Linked DNA regions of Mus musculus: regions 2, 3, 4 and 5 are each linked to region 1. A link is a contact called in public Hi-C and HiChIP or PLAC-seq data. All regions are on one chromosome and are shown on one strand. Each heading gives the region's core, a stretch centred on a gene start, on an enhancer-like site or on the middle of the called end of the contact. The rest is flanking DNA. Distances are from core to core; before and after follow the strand shown. Region 1 holds the start of D16Ertd472e (DNA segment, Chr 16, ERATO Doi 472, expressed). Region 2 has its middle 24 kb from the start of Gm31613. Region 3 has its middle 5.6 kb from the start of Gm31613. Region 4 holds the start of Chodl (chondrolectin). Region 5 holds the start of Cxadr (coxsackie virus and adenovirus receptor).

The links. Hi-C and Micro-C count contacts between places; a contact is called where the count stands out from the background. HiChIP or PLAC-seq counts read pairs in DNA pulled down with a chosen protein or histone mark.
Region 2: a contact with region 1 is called in a Hi-C map of natural killer cells, with 7 times the contacts expected there. The contact joins the enhancer-like site here to the promoter of D16Ertd472e in region 1. A contact is called at or near these places in 11 of 39 promoter capture datasets (the 3T3-L1 cell line, the C10 cell line, cranial neural crest and 6 more), 2 of 15 datasets of contacts at CTCF or cohesin (CD8 T cells and large pre-B cells), 14 of 484 Hi-C or Micro-C datasets (B cells, CD4 T cells, DN3 thymocytes and 10 more), 18 of 115 datasets of contacts at active chromatin or transcription factors (the 230-238 cell line, CD8 T cells, DN3 thymocytes and 13 more) and 2 of 9 other capture datasets (adipose tissue and liver).
Region 3: a Hi-C map of peritoneal macrophages shows a contact between it and region 1, with 5 times the contacts expected there. The contact joins the enhancer-like site here to the promoter of D16Ertd472e in region 1. A contact is called at or near these places in 4 of 39 promoter capture datasets (the C10 cell line, liver and pre-B cells), 8 of 484 Hi-C or Micro-C datasets (DN3 thymocytes, Sertoli cells, adipose-derived mesenchymal stem cells and 5 more) and 6 of 115 datasets of contacts at active chromatin or transcription factors (the 230-238 cell line, bone marrow-derived macrophages, forebrain and 3 more).
Region 4: a contact with region 1 is called in an H3K4me3 HiChIP or PLAC-seq map of neural tube, with 4 times the contacts expected there. The contact joins the promoter of Chodl here to the promoter of D16Ertd472e in region 1. A contact is called at or near these places in 2 of 39 promoter capture datasets (cranial neural crest and neural stem cells), 5 of 484 Hi-C or Micro-C datasets (muscle stem cells, myocytes and uterus) and 1 of 115 datasets of contacts at active chromatin or transcription factors (neural tube).
Region 5: a Hi-C map of rod photoreceptor shows a contact between it and region 1, with 2.8 times the contacts expected there. The contact joins the promoter of Cxadr here to the promoter of D16Ertd472e in region 1. A contact is called at or near these places in 2 of 39 promoter capture datasets (embryonic stem cells and liver), 7 of 484 Hi-C or Micro-C datasets (LSK cells, embryonic stem cells, epidermal suprabasal cells and 2 more), 3 of 115 datasets of contacts at active chromatin or transcription factors (embryonic stem cells and pancreatic cancer cells) and 1 of 9 other capture datasets (adipose tissue).

The regions. Positions count from the first base shown.
Region 1 is chr16:78,575,034-78,578,071 of GRCm38.p6, forward strand. It overlaps D16Ertd472e (DNA segment, Chr 16, ERATO Doi 472, expressed), which reads right to left and starts at 1,655. Exons shown (of 5, transcript NM_001252439.1): 1 at 1,391-1,655; 2 at 888-1,021. The coding sequence starts at 1,014.
Region 2 is chr16:78,197,213-78,200,250 of GRCm38.p6, forward strand. No RefSeq gene overlaps it. Among named protein-coding and RNA genes, the nearest start is that of Gm31613, 24 kb to the right of the region's middle. Within about 2 kb of position 1,644, at least 56 of the 459 cell types and tissues checked have an H3K27ac peak or open chromatin away from gene starts, as enhancers often do. A contact at or near this core is called in the 230-238 cell line, CD8 T cells, DN3 thymocytes and 7 more, where this site is marked.
Region 3 is chr16:78,215,529-78,218,566 of GRCm38.p6, forward strand. No RefSeq gene overlaps it. Among named protein-coding and RNA genes, the nearest start is that of Gm31613, 5.6 kb to the right of the region's middle. Within about 2 kb of position 1,628, at least 101 of the 459 cell types and tissues checked have an H3K27ac peak or open chromatin away from gene starts, as enhancers often do. A contact at or near this core is called in bone marrow-derived macrophages, forebrain, memory CD8 T cells and 4 more, where this site is marked.
Region 4 is chr16:78,929,298-78,932,335 of GRCm38.p6, forward strand. Chodl (chondrolectin) reads left to right here and starts at 1,651. Exons shown (of 6, transcript NM_139134.4): 1 at 1,651-2,150. The coding sequence starts at 2,072.
Region 5 is chr16:78,300,229-78,303,266 of GRCm38.p6, forward strand. Cxadr (coxsackie virus and adenovirus receptor) reads left to right here and starts at 1,443. Exons shown (of 7, transcript NM_001025192.3): 1 at 1,443-1,646. The coding sequence starts at 1,604.

The sequences.
Region 1 (3,038 bases), core at 405-2,904:
ATGGCAAAGTCTATGATCTCAGTACAGGAGTGTGCTTAGCAATAAGGATACATTGTCCCTCTTAATAAGACAAAAAAAAAATCATGAAAGTCTTTAAAGACAAAATGAAATGTTGTTTTGAAACCAAGCCCTTAAGCATCTAGGTATTTCAAAATATTTAGTATCTAGTAAGATCTTTCTCTACTGACAGACACATTAGAACCTCAAAATTCAAGTTATACACAAATTTTTATTTTGGGGGAAATTTTAAGATTCTTCTTCAGTGTGACTCATAGATACCCCAAAAGACTTGGGGTTTCACTGTGACAGTGCAAATAGAAAGCTCACAGCCCATGTTTCCTGGAAACATCTAGGACCCAGTTATCTGTGTACCCAACACAACCTTCAGCAAAAGGTTTAATTTCTCAAGCATTTCTTTTACACATTCTCACAATGGTACTGGCATCGAAAGAATTGAAAAGTCCTTTTTTAAAAAGATTATTAATATTAAAGGAAGTTATTTAAAATCTGATATAAACAACTTAAAAAAATAAAAGTTAGTTAAAATTCACCACATGATGGGAAAAATAGAGACTAAGTTTGGCAGAAAGGAGTAAAATTATATCTGCCCACGTGTACGGTCATGTTGATTCTTAAATGTTTATCAGACAATACCTGCACTTCATTTCATATTAGTTAAAAGGAGCTTAACATTCTGTTATAAAGACAAACATTTCCCTCGACTCATAACTATTGTTAACTCTGGCTTCATTTCCAGAAACCCTTAGCAGATCTTCACTTAGGACAATCTCTAGGCTTTCAAGCAGTTGCAGTGTTACCTCCAAACATCTCAGCCTAAGTTGCACAAAGTAGTACGCGGCACGCAGTTAAAACCGCAGAATCCTTACCCTCGAGATTTAGCTCGAAGCAAATGTGGCAGAAGGAGAGCGTGTCTTTGTCTGTTCCCAGTTTACAAACACTGCAAATGTTGTCATCATTCAAGTCAATGCTTACAAACTGCTCCTCTTCGTTCATAGTGCCCCTATGAGGAAAGAGAAAGGAGCAAGTTACACAACGGCAAAAACTTGCTTATGGCCTGCAGTAACCGACCAAAAACCCCCCCAAAAACCGAAAAAGGAGGCGTTTGCAACAGCCCTGTCAGGCAAGCATCGCCATACCTGGAGTTACAGTATCACAGTTTTACTGCGAAAAAGCAAAAGGGCTGCCCACAGGAGACACCCGCCTCCCGGGTCGCGCCGGCAGACACCCGGCCTGTCAACCAACTTCGGGTCGGTCGCTGTGGCCAGAAGGAGCCGCTGGGACGCGGCTTTGCCAACTTCTGGGTGAGCGTCTGGAGGCGTCCCGCTAACTCGGTTACCCGGCTCCCCGGCTCCGCCGCGGCAAGACGCACGTGGGGACTGGGACACCCGGGAAGGATCGGCTCACGTCGGAGACTCTTCAGCCACGGACCGGAGGGTCCCGGGGACGCCACTCGAGGATCGTGGGCGTCCGGCACGGCGTGGGATCCGTCTCGTCTGTCCGTCCGTCCCGGCACTGGTCCTGAGCACCAGAGCGGCTCAGAGAAGGACCTCTACCGTCCGGCTCCGCGGGCCACCGTCCGCGCGCCACGATCCGATCCGCACTATTGTTTCCGCCGGCGCCGCAGCGCAGACAGCAGCGCGCTCCGCCCCGCCCGGGCCGCCTGCGCCACCCCGAGCCGCCCACGGGGAGAGCGGCCGGGCCAGCCCACAGCCCCAGGGCCCCACGTGGCCACCCTAGCGCAGGGAGTGTAGCCGCCCTCCGCCCGCCCCGCGCCGCCCCGCGCCCCCGTGCGCATCCTCTTGCGCCTCCGCGGAGAGCATCTCGCTCCCCTCCGCGTGGCGCACATGGACCCGTCCGGCCCGCCTCCCTGCAGCCCCTGAAAACTCCAGCCACTTGCGGATTGCAGGAATGGGCCCACGGCTAAGCCTGAGGGGTGGAGGAGGAGAAAGGCACACACGCGTGGGGAGTGTATTGCTTCAAAACCAGGAGCCTGAACCAAGTATTATCCTTGAACTCCTGTTTCATGTTGGTTGACTTTCTGAATGAGATAAAAGTTGATAATTCAGATATCCCGATTTAGGTATAATTCTAGAAGCAGAGCATCTTTTCTTCGAATTATGTATCACGATGTGGTACCTCCCATGCACATCCACGGAAAACATTCCCGAGGCTCCGCCTCTTGTTTTTAAGTCTACCCCTTTCCTAAACTTTTTTTTTTTTTAGTATGTAAATGTACTTTCATCATCTGCTTGACTCCTTAAGCCTTGCCTAGGCCACAAGTCTACGCAATACTTTCAGTTACGTTTGCTATGCTAGTCTTTCTCAACAGTCCACAGAAGAGAAACAGGAAACTCGGCTCTTGCAGTTTAGTGGTGACTAACCCTTTATCGCAGTTTCTTAGAAACAAAAACTGGAGCTTGAACTCAAGGCTGCGGAGGTAAAGCCACTAATCAAGGACTCAAAAAAGTCATCTGTGCCCATGCTACCGAAGTGTGGTGGATGACTCAAAGACCCCATGTGGCGTTTTTACAAATGCAGAATCCAGAAATCAATACCTTGCTCTGAAAAAGACCCCCAGATCCATGGACCTGAGGTGCCTCAGCGGGGGTGGCATGAGGTGGGATGGGGGAGGGGGAGTGTTTGCTATGGCAAACCTGGCAACCTGAGCTCCATTCCCAGTGGAACGGAAGTACTAACTCCACAAAGCTGTCCTCCAAGAGTGTCCCACAGTCACCAGGACACGCCCCCCCATTAATAATAATAATGAATATTTTATAGGTCCCTGCCCCCTATGCATATTAAAATTTGGGGTGTGTTAAATATCTTGCATTTTGGATTCTACTCATTTATTTAATTAAAGTGATTTTTACAAAGTTTATATTTGTATGTGTATGTTTGTATATGTGGTGTGTATGATGTGTGCATGATCATATCCTGGCATGTGTGTGGAGCTCAGAGGACAACTTCAGATGTCTGTCCTCATTTTTTTTTTTTAAATCTTGTTTGAGAAAGGGCCT
Region 2 (3,038 bases), core at 394-2,893, 380 kb before region 1:
TGCCTCTTCTCACACCAACAAGGGGTCTTGGATTAAAGCACAAAGTGTTTTGTTTTCTTTTGTTTTGTTTTATTGTTTTGTTTTGGAAGACGCTGTACTTCGATTTATAACATGAAGGGTCCCTTGTGCTGCGATTCAGTTATTTCTTGCGTCATTCTTATGTGACCTGCTTTGAAAAAAAAAAAAAAAAAAAAAAAAAAAAAAAAAAAAAAAAAAACTCCACACATTGTGTTTCCCTAATGCCTTGACCTGAAAAGGGTTTTTCTTCTATAAAACAAGACTATCCAATGTTGCTGAATTAGCTTTTAGAAAACACTGAGTTATTGTGTCCAGCAAACTACAAATCCAGAGCCATCGGTAAGTTTACTTAAAGAATGACAGATCCCATTTAAATACTGTCTCAAAAAAGTTTATAAGCCTTCTCTTGCAGTTGGACGGTTACTTCAACAACGGCCACCAGGGGGTGCTTTGCGTCTTCTATTTTCAATAAACAGCCTGCTGTAGTTAACGGCACCGCACATACAGAGTGACTTAGAACACCTATAACCTGTCCTTTCCACTCTTTGTGTAGGCAAATTAACATGTTCTCATTTTTTATATTAGCCCTCATGTATCTTAAATCAATAAGGGGAAAAAAACTCCCTTCCTGTTTAATTAATACTCACCTATTTATACTCAAATAATCACTTTCTTGGAAATTTTAATTCTGAATGGAACTTTTTTTCTGTTTTCATATTCCCACTGACATGAGAAATGCATGTGTCAAGTATTAAAAGTAATAAATTTTTCAAATCCAAAACAGTCATTCTATATGCCTAAAAGCTTTTAAAGTAAAGCCATGTTTAGTATGCTTACATATGGTTCCCAAACTTTGTACAGGACACACTTATTACACAGCGCACTGTCTTGGACTCTCACACCATAGTCCTGCTTGATTCCCAAGCACCCAAAGTTCTATTTGCTAAGAACTCTTACTTTGAATAATGTAAAGTGTATTTAAGTTCAGACCATCCAATACCTCTTTATATACATAAATGGGGAAATAATTTATCTTTCATTATATCTTACTGGCTCTGTTAATTCTACTTACAAATTGTATTATATGACAGTGTTTGTATGGGATCTGGAAGGATTTCAGCTGAATAGCTTGGATCTCTGATGTGGGTACAGTTACGATTGACTGAGGACATAGATAAGATTTCCCGGAGACTGAGGCAGGCTTCGAAAGATAACTCAGTCCCATGGTGCCTCAGCTCCCTACTTGATGTATGGTTAGATTGGATCACTTTCTCACCACGTGGACTTCTCTAGAAAAGGACTTGCAGGTCCTTAGTTGTAACAGCTCCCAGAGATGAAAGAAAATGGCTCTATGGCTTTCTAGGACTTACCCTTGAAAGTAGCGGCCCCACCCCCACTCCCCAACACTTCTGTCAGATTACATTCCTAAAGTGCTGGTCAGTTGGTTAAGCCCACACCCAAGGAAATGGTTAGACTCTATTTCTAAAGGAAAGATTGTCAAAGAACAGTTGATCGTTTAAAAACCATCACAGTACCAGTCAGGCACCTGTCAAACATCAGAATGAGATTAGCACCGCTGTCATCATTTCCTGACTCTCGGATGTTTTCGTGTGGGCTCTGCTTTCGACCACAACAACCACTGAAAACTTCGCCTCACAGATGTATGTCTTCGGAGAACCCAATGAGGTGCAATTTGCAACCTCCCCTGAACGCGCAGTACCCGTGACGGCCAAGAGATGTCGCTGTTCTCTCTCAAAAAAAAGCCACGTTGCCCACTGAGCTCCCAAAATAACGCCTATGAAACTACTAAGCCATTTGGAAATTGACGTGATCGCCTTTTGCTCAAAGACAAAAAATGAAGGTTGAAAGTTAATGCAGCATTCTGAGGGGGCTACTGGGAATAGAAGGGTGGGGCGGGGCGGAAAGGAACGTAAAGACGATCAACACAAAGTGGGCTGTGAAAACACAGTAATCTGTTACTTGCGGGCTGAGTTTAATGCTACTAATAAGGATTATATTCTCATGAAATTTCGCAGTTACCTAAAATTCTGTTAGATTTTTCTTTTTTCTCTTCCAAAACTGAGAACCCTATGCCAAATCAGGCTTCCGGTTTTTGTAGTAATTTTAAGAACACTCAGTGGCAAATTAAAGTAGTGTTGAGACAGACAGACGTTGAGAGAGAGACAGAGCGAGAGAGCGAGTACCTTCAGCTGGTACTTATCACGAAGCCTGATCTGAATTCAATCCGGGGACACATGACAGGAAGAGAGACTCACACCCCACACCCCACACCCCACACCCCACACCCCATGCACACGAGCACACACAGGTGCGTGTACAGATGCACACATGGAGGCCAGAAGTTGATGGCCAGCGTCTTCCTTGATTGTTTTCCACCTTCTATAAGGAGGCAGAGTTTCTCACTTGAGCCCAGAGTTTGGTGACTGAAGTAATCTACCTAGCTAGCCAGCTTGCTCATTGACACACAAACACCCATGCAGAAGTAAATCAATCAATAAATTAAAAAAATGTAAGAAAGAAATGCGTAGATGATGGATGGGTAGATGGATGGATGGATGGATGGATGGATGGATGGATGGATGGAGAGAGATATAATAGATAGATAGTAGATAGTTGATTAGGAAAATTATAAATGAGGAGGCTGTTTCTATCTGTGGAAACAGAGGAGCCTTCTACCCCTGTCTGCTTTACTTCCTTTTCCTCCAGGGTATCAATATCAACTCTACGCTAGCCTCAAATCCAGAATCTTTCTGCTTCCAAAGTGCTGAGCCCAGCATCAATGTCAACCCCAAAACAGCTGAATATGGAGGAAAAGCCATTCAAGGAGGGGGAAAAAAATAAATCAGTTTAAAACTTTAGCTTTAAAAATTCAGGTGTGAGACTCTGAGTTTGGCCCCTGACTGTGCAAAAAGCTCAAAAGATAAAAATGAAAAGAATCACCAACCAACAAAATTGTGCCTCACTTAATCTTTTTCATAACTTCTCTTTTTCTTTTCTAG
Region 3 (3,038 bases), core at 378-2,877, 360 kb before region 1:
AATCTGTGTCGTCTTAGAAGAAACAATTAAAGATGTCCTCGAGACTGAGCAAAAAATCGGTAACATTGTTGCAGTTTTATAAGACAAAATGAAATATGCTCTTATGGCTCTTAGCTCTATTTGAGGTCCAGGGGTTCTATCCTTTGCAAGGTGGGAACTGACTAGTGTATTCATCAGTATCAAAGGAAACTTGACTCCTTAAAAGAAAGGCAAAACTTTATTTACTAGAAACAGGAAGATTTGGTTGATACTCATTCATCACCTATGGTATTAAGAGCAGGAGCCCGGGACACTTTGTAGTCACAAATGAATGTAACTGGGGAAGTTACAGAGCCCTGATATTCACTCTTACTTTCTCTTATTGAGACATAAGGGTATAATATGTGCCGAGGTGGTTTCAGCTTAAGAGCTGGACATGGCTCATCTAAAGTAAGAGCTATGTGTGTATATTGTCTGTTTGTTTGTTGGCTTGCTTGCTTATTTATTTATTTTACCAGTGATTAGAGCATTGTTCAATCATTACTCAATGGCTGTGAGATACAAGGAAAGGTTTCTTGGGGACATTTTGGGGAATTCTCCTTTTGAAAGTGCTAGATTTGAAGCCACTCTATGTCTTGTGACATATGAACAGAGAACAAAGTTCTGGCCCCTCTGCGAAGTTGTCTTAAGATTCCAAAGTCAAGTTAATTCGAAGCCCCGGGCTGGGTTATAAAGGCAAAAACAACTAAGATCTGGTGTAATAACACAATTCAGTGTTGAGTCTGTCTCACTCCAGGCATTCACCTGACTTCTAGACGCCCCGTTGTGATAATAAAAACATCTCTTTAACACACACTGGTTATTTTGTGATATGTGTGTGTGTGTCACACAAGCCTCCTTTTTGACTCATTCTATGTCACTCTCTACAATTCCTCCCATATCCTCTTGATCCCAAGATCAGTGTTTTCTATTCACATAGGAAATTGACATATACCGTACACAGTGTCTTCTATTCAAATTCTACCATTCACCAGGGTGGTCAGAAAACCATACTTGACATGCTTATGTCAGATTCAGTGAAGTCTATCCCGAAAGAAAGAAAGAAAGAAAGAAAGAAAGAAAGAAAGAAAGAAAGAAAGAAAGAAAGAAAGAAAGAAAGAAAGAAAGGAAGGAAGAAAGATTGATTAATTTATGTGAGTACTCTGTAGCTGTCTTCAGACACTCCAGAAGAGGGAGTCAGATCTCATTACAGATGGTTGTGAGCCACCGAGTGATTGAGGGGATTTGAACTCAGAAGCTGCAGAAGAGCAGCCAGTGCTCTTAAGAGCTGAGCCACCTCTCCAGCTCCAGTGAAGTCTATCCTAAAGACCTTTAAATTTGCTCATACCACTCACTTCCAAATCACTCTCCCATAAACCCCACCTCTCCATTTTCCTAACCACCAAGTCCTATCCCGACACATCTGCCAAGTGTTAACTCCCTTCCTGAGGGAAGCTGGTTGCATCGCTTCTCGTGCCTTGCTCTTGGGTTCCTTTCTGGTTTCACATTAGTTCAGTTACTTCCCATTTTCTTTCTTTCCTGAACTTGAAAGAGGTCGTGCTTTGCCCTCTTATAACCCCGCCTGTGCTCAAAGCAGACCCTTCCTCTTCCTCTGCCCTTCTACTCTCTCAGTTTCTAGCTTTGTGCAGTCGGTACAGCAGGGAGGGGTTTGCTGGAGGAAACGCACGTAAGTAATTAAACAGAGTCTGATAAGCTTGCTTGCAGCTCATTTGGACTTAAGTGCTTAGCTCTCTCTCTCTCTCCCTCTCCCTCTCCCTCTCTCTCTCCCTCTCCCTCTCCCTCTCTCTCTCTCTCTCTCTCTCTCTCTCTCTCTCTCTCTCCCTCTCTCTCTCTCTGTGTGTGTGTGTGTGTGTGTGTGTGTGTGTGTGTGTGTGTGTGTGTGTGTGTACATGCCCAGACACACACGTGAAAGTCAGAGGACAATCTTCTCGGGTCTGAACTCAGGCTATTAGACTTGGTGTCGAGTGCTTTTACACACTGAGCAATCTCAATGGACTTTCCCATCTCTCTCAATTTTTTGCATTTTGCTTCTGTGTCAGAGAAGCATAGCACAGAAATACCTTTCCCCTTCTCCCCCTGATCTTAATGATCTTGTTAAATTTTTTTTTTTTTTTGCCAGCCCTCATGCTTTAACCAGTGAACAGTCATATCTTCGTGCACATCTACAGCCATAGCTTCCTCTGTTCTGTTCTCATGGAGGCTGGCATCATTTCAGTCAGTCTTGGCGCACTCGGTGGCAGCCATTTCTTGAGCTATGTCTAATCAAAACAGGGAAGCACTCACGCTCAGAGCGGGCAGCAGGGGAAGTGGCTAAGCTATGGAAGGGTTAGCTTTCAGCTGGCTTTCCTTTTCCTCTTAACTCCCTGTGACTGACTTTTCACTAGAGCTTCCTGGTGTGCAGAGCAGAGCCCCCAAAGGGGACTTTCTGCCTGGAAAGGGTAAGTCGTGTGTCACAAAACTGCCTTTGTGGTGATCAGGAGCACAAGGGAATCTCGTTAAAGGGTATTGAAAGTTTCTGGAGCTTGCAGGAAAAAAATTCTACTTTTGGGAGTCAGTGAGAGACTGAAGGAGAAATTCTAGCAAAAGGATCAGAATCAGAGCAGCTGCAGAGGATTGGTGGGGTGCCAGCACCTGGACAACTGGCTGGGGGGAGGGAGGGTCACTATAGACACTATAGTACCCACATACTGTGTGCATCCCCCCAAACACACACACACAATTTTTAAAAGTTCCTGATTAACCTGGCCTGGCTTTAACTCTAAAAGGGAAATGATATAGTTTTCATTATAACACGGGCAATCATGCTTAAAATAGCGGCACCCACTGCCTCTGAAAATGATTCCAAGAAAAATGATAATTAGCAGGATAAGCAAGCAACTGACCACTTACTTTAAAATATAGCATACCTCTGATCTAATTTCCAACTGATAACTACCATTTCTTTCACCAGATCTCGTGTGTGTGTGTGTGTGTGTGTGTGTTAAAGAAAGGGAATCCAA
Region 4 (3,038 bases), core at 401-2,900, 350 kb after region 1:
CCATCAGTGTCCTCATTTCATATGAAAACCAAAGACAGTTAGACCTTGGAGGAAAGTGTGCTGCCCATTAAAATATGAAATGATCCTATTTAAGAAATCTTGGTGCATTTAAGCAATATAATGGGGTCTGAGGAAATGGCTCAGCAGTTAAAGCCCTTGGCACTTAAACAAAAGGATAAGAGTTAGGATCCCCAGAACCCACACAAATGCCATGTGGCTGTGGTGTCCCTCCAGCAATCTAGCCTCTGAAGTTGAAGATGGGGTCATTAAGCAATCGGGCTAAGGAGACAGGTCATATGGATCATAAGATCTTGTTTCACTGTGAGACTCACCCATCAATGAATAAGATGGAAAGAAGGGAGATTCCTGAATGCACCTTTGGGCCTCAACACACACACACAGACACACACAGACACACACAGACACACAGACACACACACAGACACACACACACACACACATACACAAAATCACACACAAACACACACACACACAAAATCACACACATACAATCGCATACACACACAAACACACACACATACATACACACACATACACACACCCCCACAATCACATACTTGTACACATAAAAAACCTAATTAATTAATTATAAATTATAATGAAAAGCAACATAACAAAAAAACTTTCCTGTTTTACAGAAGCTGATCCTAAGAACATTTTCAGGTTTCCTATTATGGACTATGTGTAAACTGTCATTATGAGAACTCTCACGAACATCTCTGACTCCATAAAAATGGTAAGCCAGCCATTGGACTGTTACAGAAGAGTGGGTCAGGTTTGGAAAGGCACATACATATTCCTTAAAGTGAGACTTACTTTTTTGTTTGTTTATTTGTTTGTTTGTTTGGTTGGTTGGTTGGTTTTTTGAGACAGGGTTTCTCTGTATAGCCCTGGCTGTCCTGGAACTCACTTTGTAGACCAGGCTGGCTTACTTTTAATGGAATCCATAGACCACTGATGGATACGTTCAGAGAAATACACTCATTTTGCATTCGTGAAGTTCTCAACAATTCAGATTATTTATTTTGCCTGGACTTTCCCCCCTTGGAGTTGCAAACACTGAGACTGAAATTAGTCGGGGGGGGGGCTTGTTTCCAAGATTCTTTTCAAATTACTTCTATGGCAATTTAGTCAAGCAACCTGCTTGGAAATAATCTATTTGCAGAACCTAGGTGGGGAAAAAGCTGCCACATTATATAATTCACTGAGCAGGTTTTGGCTTCCACTCTGCCAATCCATCTTAAATAGTGGCTAGTGCCCCGCATCTCACCATACATATGATCAAGCAATTTAGCAGAAAAAGAGAAAGGCCCTGAAACTTGGCATCCTCGTGGACATTTATCTCCGAGAAAACCAAATGGAGCCAACTTTTGCCCGAGTTTAATAGCAAAGCTGTCACATTTTACACAAATGAGTATTGAAGTCTGTTGGCAAATGGGAAGGGGGTGGGGACCGGGAGTGGAGGAGGAGGGACTGCTGACTGGACTCTTTTCAAAGTGGCTCCGGCTTTTAGGGGAGGGGCCAGATGCTCCACTTGGCAGGAGGGACGAAGTAGTTAAAATGATTACTAGCTAGGGGTTGGAACCCCAGGCTCTGGGCATATATAAGAGAGTGCCGCCAGCGCAGAGCGGCTGTTGCTGCTGTTGCTGCTGCTGTTGCTGCTGTTGAAGCCACTACCAGGACACACCAGCTCAGTCCCTTAGAACACAGAGACCTGAGAAGGAAGGGAAGGCAGCTGCTTAGGTTTGCGTTAGAACTCCCGTTTCACCTTTCCAACAGATACAGACAGAGGAACTCATAACACTGTCCCCTGCTCCCAGACACGCCCACGGTGTCCTGCACTCCAGCCCAGTGCGGCACGGGGCAGCCTGGCAGAAGGTCCTCCCTAAAGGCGATGCTTACAGGCATCCTAGCTGCTGCGCTGGGAAGGAGGGAGTAGGACCCAGCAGGAAAGCAAGGAAGCTGCTGGTGAGAGCCACCGGCGGTGGCCGCGCTGCGGGAAGACCTCGTCTTTCCTTCACTGGACACCTGCTGCAGAAGGCTCGCCAGGATGATCCGCATCGCCTCACTCTTGCTGGGAGCTGCGCTGCTCTGTGCCCAGGGAGCCTTTGCCCGAAGGGTGGTCAGTGGTGAGTCAGAGCAGCATAAAACAAGGGACTTGGGATTCTGGGGCGGTATGGAGTACTCTGCACTAGGTTGGGGACTCCTTATAGACTTGGAAAACAGTACTTAGTAGGCGTCCAGAGAGAAGGTGGAAAACCTGTTATTCTTTCCTTTCACCTTCTCCCTGCATAACAGAAAAGTTTCCTTTTTTTTGGAGTGCCTTTTTCTATAGTTGGGGAGCAAGCTTAAGCTAAATATGGAACAGCTCTGTCTCTTCAGGGCAAGAGTCTCTAGTTTATTTGGAAGCAGGTGAGTGGAACACAGGCAGACAGGACTGGGGCACCTGTGAGAGGGGTGTGGTAGAGCCTGGTTGACCAAGCTTGGACATTGAGCAGCTGCTGTGGCATGAACGCCACCTCCTGTTGGTCTGGCTCTAGTCCAGCCAGGGTGCTCACAAGGATGGTTTCTGAGACCAGACCAGTCCAGATGTCTGAGTTTGCAGCCTTTGTTCTCAGGAGGACTGAAGAAGAACAGGGGAGAGCTACTGCCCTGTCGCCTTCGCTTTTGGACTTAATTTCAAAATTAGAACACTCAGGAAACACCTCTTGGAGCTGGGTGGAGGTTTGCTTTGAGATGTTTGTGGTGATGAATTTGGATTTGCTCAAACAACAGGTGCACAATTAAGTCTCTCAAATCAGTGAAAGGTCAAATTTGCAAAACTTCCTTGCTTTGTCTCTTGATTCCCGCTCCCATCCGCACACACAGCCCCGGTGCTCAATGTCATCCACACTGTATCCATCTTCTTCTCTTAGTTTGGGAAAAATCTTTTAAGGCTTTTCTGTGTTTGAGGCAAATGTGAACAGCACCGCACACGGCAGCTGGACAGTCACCCATCGAGAAAGCTCTTGCTATGC
Region 5 (3,038 bases), core at 193-2,692, 280 kb before region 1:
GAGCCTCATCTTGATCGGAAAGGAGAGGAGGTGGGAAGAGGCAAGAGAGAGCCAGGATCTTATGGGTGTTTTGAAACCTCTAAGCCTGCCCCCAGGGATTCACCTCCTCCAACAAGGCCACACCTACTCCAAAAGGCTGCAGTACCCAATCCTTCTAATCCTTCCAAATAGTGATTAAGCATTTAAATATATGAGCCTGTGGGGACATCCCTATCACCCCCTACACCTGCCTTCTCTCTTTTCTCTGGTTCAACAAGCAACAAGGCATTCCCAATATTCCTTTATTAGTCCCTACTTGCTGAGCACTATGTGCTCTGTGGGGGGGGGGGCAAGCATTTTTTAAAAAAGATTTATTTATTTTTATATATTTGAATACACTGTCGCTGTCTTCAGATATACCAGAAGAGGGTACTTGATCCCATTACAGATGGTTGTGAGCCAGCCACTATGTGGTTGCTGGGAGTTGAACTCGGGACCTGTGGATGAGCAGCCATTGCTCTTAACTGTTGAGCCATCTCTGGACCTACCAAGCATTTTTTTTTTTAATGCACGATTTCACTTTCACTTCTAAATAACTTGCCCACCAAGACCCCTAACTCTTGGCCATTACGCTGGTTTCTTCTGTTTTCTACCTCCTAATATGGGGCTCTTGTGAATTTCAACATTTCTAACAGTTAAAAAAAAAATCTGGGAAGAGCAACCAAGAATAGTTAGCAAAGGCAAGTCTGAGGATAACAGCTTGGGAGAGCTGCAGGGCGGGATTGCACTGGCTTTTCAAATTCCTAATTTCCAAGAGCCACTCCCGTTCACTTAGCCATCCCCAACCGGTCCCACTTTTAAAGTTCTTTTGTCCCTGTGGGCTAACTTCAGGGCTGGAACGACTCATAATCGCAAGGAGGAGAAAAGCCCCAAGTATTTGTTAAACCTGCCGCCTCAATTTATAGGTCTAGTGTATACAGGGGCGGAAGAAAAGCCTCTCCTGAGCCTTCAATAGGAACCTAGCCATTCAAAAAGAAGGCAAGATATTGGCGGGGCTCTCTGATCGCCCTTGGAAACACGGGTGCCAGGAGGTCCCCACCCCTGACCACAGGATGCGGTGACTGCTGGCTAGTGGTGTGTCGAAAGAAACCTAGCTCAAGGTTTAGGGAGAGGGAGCAATTCCGGCCTGGAGCTGGGCTCTGGGGAGGAGGGCGTGACTGTTTCAGCAGTGAGACTGGCTCGCTGCTTCCCAGCTCACAAAGCGATTTAACCAGGAGTCGGGAGAGCTGGAGGTGGCTGCTAGCGCAAGCAGGTGTACAGCGCGCAAGACCGCTGGGACTGGAAGGTTCCTTAGAGGGGAGTGGGGGTGGGGAGGGGGGGTGGGACGCGGGCTGATCCCAGTTTCCATGGCAACCCCAGGGCGCCAACACTGTGGGCTCTTGCTTAGGGGCTCCCGGGTGCTGCCGGAAGTGACGCGTTCACCTGCCGAGCTGGGGCGGGGCGCAGAGGTGCCTTCGCTGCTGCCACCGCCGGGAGCCAGTCGGGAGTGTACCAGGCTCTGGGAAAACCAGGGCTCCCAGCCGAGATCGTTTACCTGCAAGCCACGACCCGGCCGGCAGCTACCATGGCGCGCCTACTGTGCTTCGTGCTCTTGTGCGGGATCGCGGGTGAGTTGCGGCACCTCTCCGTCCCAGTCGCTTGCGCTCCCAGCTCGCGGCCTCCCGGGAACAATGGGGCGTGGGGGGAGGGGGCGGCTCAATTTGGGGGGCGCTGCCGTGGTAGTGGCGGATGGGCACCCATGCACAGGGTGATCTGCCCCGGACCACGCGCGCCAGCCCGGAGAATGCATCGGTCCCCGGGAGCGGCGCAGGGGGCGTGAGGCGTCTGGGAGGCAGCGGAGCGGGGACCCGATCGTCCGGTGGCGGTGGCGGAGGCTCGCCCAGGGGCGTGTGGGGCGCGCCTCCAGGGCAGCTTACCCTGGGGACCATTTGGCTTTATCTGCCCTTGTCTGTTTCCCGCGTCTGCCTGGGTGTTGTGTGCCGCCAGCCTTCCCCGATTTCCAAGCTCCGGGCTGCGAGTTTTTAGGTATCGGGTAGTCCAAGCCGGGGAGGCTGAATTACCAACGCCATTATTTGAGAGAAGACTGAGCCGTTCGGTGTCAGTCGCCCTGGCTACCTTTAGGAAAGAAGCACCGAAGCTGCTGGTTTTTAGTCTCAAAGAACAGGCTAGCTCGACCCAGCAGCTCCGAGACGAGGTATTAGGAGCCGAAGGTCTGAAATCGCTGTTGGGGAGGAGTTAGCCCGGGTTTGTAATAAGTTGATTTTTTTTTTTTTTTTTTGTATGATGATTGACGTTCAGGTGGTGAGGCGTGTGGTGGTAGAAATCGCCCAGTACATCTTTCAGCTGCAGAGCGTCTCTTTCAGGAAATAAGGCATTAAAAAAAAAATGCCTGGACCCCAGGACGCATACGCATTCTAGCACTTAGAAATTAATCTTTTTCTAAGTGTGTTTTTAACAAGTCGGTCTCATTTCCTAATACTAAGCAATTGGAGGAATTTTCGAGCCAAGTGAGTCATGTAAAAGATTTACACGTTCAACTCTGGGAAGCACGCACGCGCACACACACCGTAGCCTCCGAAGAGGATTGCTTAGGATTGCGGGAGTTGGGAAGGTTGTTGGATCTGCCTCAGCTCTACTGGGATGGCTCTCTCTGCTTCCTGCTGAAATGTTAATTCCATTGTTGGATGCCACAGCTGTGGACATTACTCATGGGATCAACATTCTATTAACAAGTCTAATCTGTGGAGCTGAGGCTACCACACCGCCTCCACCTCCACCTTTTTTTTTGGATACAGATCTTTTAGGCTTGGCTGAAATTTCGAAATTAAATCTTGTGAAAAACAGGAAGGGTCGTTGAACCAGTCTGCTCGGTGAATCCCACCTTTGTTTGGTAAAACAAACCGAAGTTGAATACATCCAAAGCAGAAATTGGAGGAATGAAGAGGATGCAGGGAACTATCTTCCTCTTTTTTCTTTCTTATGAAGTAATGCTTTTTCCC